Linked DNA regions of Mus musculus: region 2 is linked to region 1. A link is a contact called in public promoter capture Hi-C data. All regions are on one chromosome and are shown on one strand. Each heading gives the region's core, a stretch centred on a gene start, on an enhancer-like site or on the middle of the called end of the contact. The rest is flanking DNA. Distances are from core to core; before and after follow the strand shown. Region 1 overlaps Vapa (vesicle-associated membrane protein, associated protein A). Region 2 overlaps Rab31 (RAB31, member RAS oncogene family).

Region 1 (2,986 bases), core at 354-2,853:
AGAAGAAAGGAGTGGCATAAAATGAAACAGGCACTCCAAGTAAAAGCTTATTTCTCAAGGCTTGAACTAAGTTTTAAATTTTCCCACTTTTGTGAAATTGTTTTTTTTCTCATGTTAGGCATTAGGCACATTTAGTCTGTCTTTAAAAAGTCTTTGTCTCAGACAGTTTACCAACACTCAAAGTTTATTGTACATGGTTGGTGAATTTTCTAAATCTAGATTTCAAAGTATGACTGTTGCAAAGTTTTAAAAAACATAGTCTTTGTTTATGACTCAAACAGGTTAGAAGGTGACTCTGGTTCAGGGAGCTTGCAGCCAAGCTTGAAAATAGTTCAATCCCTTGAACCCACATGGTAGGAAAGCATTGATCCTGATGATGCTGTGCATGTAGACATACAGTCTAAGTGACAAATAAGGGAATGAAAAAGGCTAGATAAAAATAGGAAGGCTTTTATAATGTCTTTTCCTTCAGGCTTCTTGACTTTTCCCTCCCTTTTTGGTGCTGGTGGTTGAATGTGGGACTGTAGCCATGCTCCAGTAGTCTTCTTAGTGCTCTAGTTAAGATCATCAATATCACTCCTTTGACAAATAAAAAGCAAAAGCATAAAATAGATGTTTAAAAGGCCATTTAAAACCATTAAACAAGAAAACCATTACAAGACCATTAAAACAATTAAAATGCCTTCAAAATCAACAAGAAATTCTTGCTGTGAAACTTAGACTGTATAATCTGTTTTGGCTTTTCAGATGAAACCAAATAAGTTTATCTTCACATCTCACAGCCCGTTTTAAAAACAAAACAAAAAACTGAGGATATACTGGTTAAGTAGAGCTGGGTCAGCTTTTTGAATTCGTTTTGTTGAGTACAGAATTAAAGCTTTAAGACAAGACTTCGTATTTAGATAGAGCATATGACATACCACTCATAAGTACTTAATACACGTGCATGAATGAATTGAGACAAGTGAGTACTGTCAGGTTTTAGTTTTGTAGTTGGCCTGTGAACGTAAAGATTAGCACTGGTGAAGACCACTGGGGGACTTGTGTCAGTCATGTGATGTGTTATGAACATGCTATATGAGTACAGTTTGGCTGACAAGATGGCTCATTGGATGGAGATCCTTGTTGCTAAGCCTGAGGACTGGAGTTGGATTTTTGGACCCCACATAACGAAAGGAGGGCACCAGTTGTAAAAAGTTGTCTTCTGATCTCCACATACGTACTGTGACATGTACATGTTCATATGTGCAACACAAACATGATAAATGTAACCAAAATTAAAGAACAAAAATCATAGTTATTTTATGGATGAAATCATCAAAAGTTGAAAAAAAAGAGAGACAATTTTTGTTTTCTTTAGAAAAGTGGGATTGAGATTATATTAACTTAATCTTGAATTATGCTTTTGTTGTGACTCCAGTTAATCTTTTCTCTGTCTGCCCCTTACCTTTCAGGCCCCTTCACAGATGTAGTCACTACAAATCTTAAATTGCAAAATCCATCGGATAGAAAAGTGTGTTTCAAAGTGAAGACTACAGCACCTCGCCGGTACTGTGTGCGGCCCAACAGTGGGATTATTGACCCGGGGTCAATTGTGACTGTTTCAGGTAGTACTCCATGTCCTAGACCTTTGTAGGTTTGAATATTGACATTTCATGACTGTTGCATTTGATGTTTAGTGTTTTTATCTGTTTATTATTTGGCTTCAGTGTTTGTGTAAAGATGTTCCTTGGGTATCTTACCGTACAGACATTTTATTGAACCTTTCCTCCTCGAGACTTACGTGGGAGTGTATGATTGCCTAGGGTCAATTTGAAATGTTATCTATTCTGTATTTCCACAGCTTTCCACTGTAGCTTGTGTTCTTATTTATCTTTGAAATGGCACTGTTTTGTGATTAAATCATGTTCTGTGCATCTACAGAAGCGTTTGAGTCTTAAAAAAAAAATGCCTGTTTTGGGCCTACTTTTAAAATCAGATGAGTTTTTATTCCTTTCAGTGTAAATGACAACAGTGTCTTGTTCCTTGTTTATTGCTTACAGTAGTTCCTTCCATACACATCACGTATTCCTGCTGTGAGATCTACTGTGCTATCCAAATGTTCCTTTCTTAGACAGCCTTTCCAAGGAGACAGTACTTTGTAACACGTGCCATAGGTGGCAGGTCTGACAGCATGTGTGGCTCCATGAGACTTTAACTTGTGGGAAAACCTCTCTGTGCTCACACAGACTTACTCCTTTTTTTTTTTTTTTAAAAAAAAACAAAACAAAAAAAACAATAGCTTTCAACTCCTGCATTTGTTAATTACAAAAGGCTCAGGAAAAATGGATTATGTCATTACAGATCATGGAGTTAGAAATGTGTGTATTAAAATTCTTGGTGACCTGATAACTTAGGTGATCCCTAAATTTTAAGATAACTACAGCTTTTATTTTCAAGTTTATAGAATATTAAAATAGTAAGTTATTTAAGGCTCAGTGAGACTGTTTAGAAGTAGAACCTGACTGTAAATGTATCCAATATACATTAGTAATTACTGATTTGTTTATCACCTCATCTTGGATTTACGTAACATAAATTGAACTGGAGCCTTAAAACTTGGTACAGGCAACTCAGGTCTGGAGACGTAAAAGTGAATGCTATTGGGATCTGGGAATAAAGTCTAAAGACCAATCAGTTATCCTTTGTTTTCTTAAAATTAGATTTAAACAAATGAACACATTCTGAGTAATTGTTTAAAATCCAGTTTAAAAATAAGTTATATTAAAAGTGTCTAAGTTATCTAAATTAAAATCAACACAAAATGAATTTAATAATAATTGAAAGTTAAAAGGCTGCTTGTGCCTCTTGAGGATAATTTAAGTTTTTGAACCCATCTTGGTATGCATTAAGTTTGTGTGTTAGTGTGGTGGTATTAAATAGGACGTAAACTGTAGATGACAGTGTGCTTTCTCTGTTTATTTAGTAATGCTGCAACCCTTTGATT
Region 2 (2,784 bases), core at 120-2,619, 140 kb before region 1:
GGATTAAAGGCGTGTGCCACCATGCCTGGCGGGATTACCTTTTTTCAAACGGGCTTGGATAGGGCTGGCTAAGCGTCTTCCAGGAGCAGCAGGGCTGGGCTTTGAGGTTTTTGAGCCCTGGTGCAGACTGCAGTGATGCTCCGCACTGCAGAGCTGCGGGTTTCCAGCCATTGCCAGCCTTCCTTCCAGCCAGAGCAGTCTTGGACACAGACGCGCCACCAGGAAGAAGAACCATAGTAGATCCTGATGGAGACTGGAAGGGAGCTTCCAGGGCCCTTAAGGATGTTCTGTGTATCTTTTTTTTTTCCATTGTTTTTTTTTTCCTGCCTTCTAATATATTTTTATTTATAAATAATCCTCATTTAAGAAACAATCCAATACCGGTGTGGTAGCTCGTGTCTTTAAACTCAGGAGGCAGAATTAAAGCAGCTGGGGAGGCTGAAGGCAGGAGAATCCCAAGTTCAAGGAGTATCTGGGCTGTGGTAAAATCAAGGCCAGCCTGGGCTAAGGTGGGCTCAAGGCCAGCCTGGGCTATGGTGAAATCAAGGCCAGCCTGGGCTATGGTGAAATCAAGGCCAGCCTGGGCTACTTAGTGAGATCTTGTTCCAAAACAAAAGTAGGAAAGAGCCAGGACACAGCTCAGTTGGTCCAACAACCATGAGACCTTGACTAGAGTTTGATTCACAGTAGCACAAAACAAAAACAAAGATGAACCATGCCCTGGACTGGAATTTTCTCCTGGGGTAAGGTGTTCAGAATTCAGCCCCCTAGGCCTACTTTTCCTTAGAATCATGTATTTCCTGAGAATTTTGTGACTTTTCTTTCTACTTTCTCTCTCTTTTTTATTTTTAAGATAGATTTATTTGCATTTATATGAACACACTGTAGCTATCTTCAGACACACACCAGAAGAGGGCATCAGATCCCATTACAGATGGTTGTGTGCCATCATGTGGTCGCCGGGACTTGCACTCAGGACCTCTGGAAGAGCAGTCAGTGCTCTTAACCACCGAGCCATCTCTCCAGCCCTTTCTTTCTACTCTTGCATCTGGTAACTTCTTCTGTTTGTACATTGCCAGCTGATGGAAAGGAAAAGTAACTTTAATTGAGTCAGGAACTGTTGCAGAAAATAAACAGGACAGATAGATGTTGTCTTGAGTCAAACAACTGGAGGTGTAAGGCCTAAGGAACATACAGCTGAGTGTTTTCTCCCTGGTACCACAGAACTACACTCCAAGCCTTGTGAGGGTCATCCCTGGAGTTTTCAGGCTAGTTCCTAAGGAAGGGAGCGCTGGTGTAACCCTTCACCACAGGTCCCTGCTGGTGTAGTTGTGGAAAGATAGTGAGCTTCCATTGTCCGGATGCGCTTCCTGTCCTGCTTCCAGCTGCTCCAGCCTGTCCGCTCCAGTGCAAAACCAGTTCTGTTACTCACCCCTGACACACCATGAGTCAGAGAAGCCCAGGCATCAGCCAGCCATAGCCCGCTTGCAGGCCAGATCTGCATCTCTCTTTCCTGTGGTCTTAGGCTCCTGCCACTGCTGAGGGGCACAAGCCCAGCGTTCTGCAGTCCTTCTGCTTCCCAACTTGATTAGTGAAATAATTGTCTTTGCCAATTCCTTTTCTTGCGCTCTCCTTTAGTTTTTTTTCCCCCTTTTATTTTTTCATGTCCTATAGATAGGAAATTTAATCTTTTTGTCCCACCACCCCTTACCTTTACATTTGTGCTTGTATGGGCTCTGTACATTCATACCGTGGTATGTGTATGGAGGTCCGACGGCATCTTGAGGGGTGTTCTCTCCTTCTGCCACATGGGTCCCCAGGGATCCACCTCAGGTTTTTGGGCTTGGCTGGCAGCGTCTTTACAAGCTGAGTCATCTTGCCAGCCCTTGATAGGAAATTTAGAACAAACAGGAAAAGGTCATTTACTGTCTCCAATGGGGAAGTGCGTTGTGCACTTATTTGTACACTCTAAAATGTCTGATTCTACTCTTGTCTGAGATCAACTTAAGTCCTATGTAAGCTTCTAGCTATTTAATAAAAAGTCTGTTGGCCACAGGTAAAACAAACTTCTCCATAAAAAGCCAATTTGTGTTTGCAAATTTCTTTTGTATCTGTTTGTTTGTTTGTTTGCCGAGACAGGGTTTCTCTGTGTAGCCCTGATTGTCCTGGGACTTAAATTGTAGACCAAGCTGACCTAGAACTCAAACAGAGATAGCCTGCCTCAGCCTCCTGGGTGCTGGGATTAAAGGCATGTGCCACATCCAGTTCTATATCCATTTATTTACTTTAAAAATTAGGTTTGACAACATATTTTAATTGATTGCAACATCATTAACAATGAGGTCAATAAAATCTTAACACATTTTATATCTGGGATATAGCTGTAGCATGAAATGAGTTGACTTCCTTTGATAATCATTCTTTTTTTTGTATATATTTTTTTAAGTTTAGACAAAATGTTATTTTTAGCCAGGCTAGGTAGCACCTGCTTTTAATCCCAGCACCCAGGACTTGGGAATCCTGCTACTGGGCGTGAAGGCACTCCCAAGAGAAGTACTTGTACATGGATGTTCATAGCAGCCCTGTTCAGAAATGACAGATACAGTCTGGGAGTCCATTAACAGTGAATGGATAAACAAATGGTGGCCATACACAGACAGGAAAGAATCGGGCTGGGGGCTGGGGCAGCTCCGTAGTAAGATGCTTGCTTAGTGTGCCCAGGTATCCCAGCACCAAGGAAAGAGAAATCTGGCGGTCGCATAGTCTGATGAGGGTGAGCCTTAA

What was found. Capture Hi-C pulls out chosen DNA fragments and counts their contacts.
Region 2: a promoter capture Hi-C map of liver shows a contact between it and region 1. The contact joins two enhancer-like sites. A contact is called at or near these places in 1 of 15 datasets of contacts at CTCF or cohesin (the NIH/3T3 cell line), 6 of 484 Hi-C or Micro-C datasets (B cells, the N1E-115 cell line, Th1 cells and 3 more), 5 of 115 datasets of contacts at active chromatin or transcription factors (the HPC-7 cell line, the NIH/3T3 cell line, bone marrow-derived macrophages and 1 more) and 2 of 9 other capture datasets (embryonic stem cells and liver).

What each region holds. Positions count from the first base shown.
Region 1 is chr17:65,593,523-65,596,508 of GRCm38.p6, reverse strand. It overlaps Vapa (vesicle-associated membrane protein, associated protein A), which reads left to right. Exons shown (of 6, transcript NM_013933.3): 2 at 1,455-1,607; 3 at 2,966-2,986. Among named protein-coding and RNA genes, the nearest start is that of Vapa, 19 kb to the left of the region's middle. Within about 2 kb of position 1,603, at least 3 of the 459 cell types and tissues checked have an H3K27ac peak or open chromatin away from gene starts, as enhancers often do. A contact at or near this core is called in liver, where this site is marked.
Region 2 is chr17:65,736,431-65,739,214 of GRCm38.p6, reverse strand. All of the region lies in intron 1 of Rab31 (RAB31, member RAS oncogene family), which reads left to right. Among named protein-coding and RNA genes, the nearest start is that of Rab31, 35 kb to the left of the region's middle. Within about 2 kb of position 1,369, at least 146 of the 459 cell types and tissues checked have an H3K27ac peak or open chromatin away from gene starts, as enhancers often do. A contact at or near this core is called in liver, where this site is marked.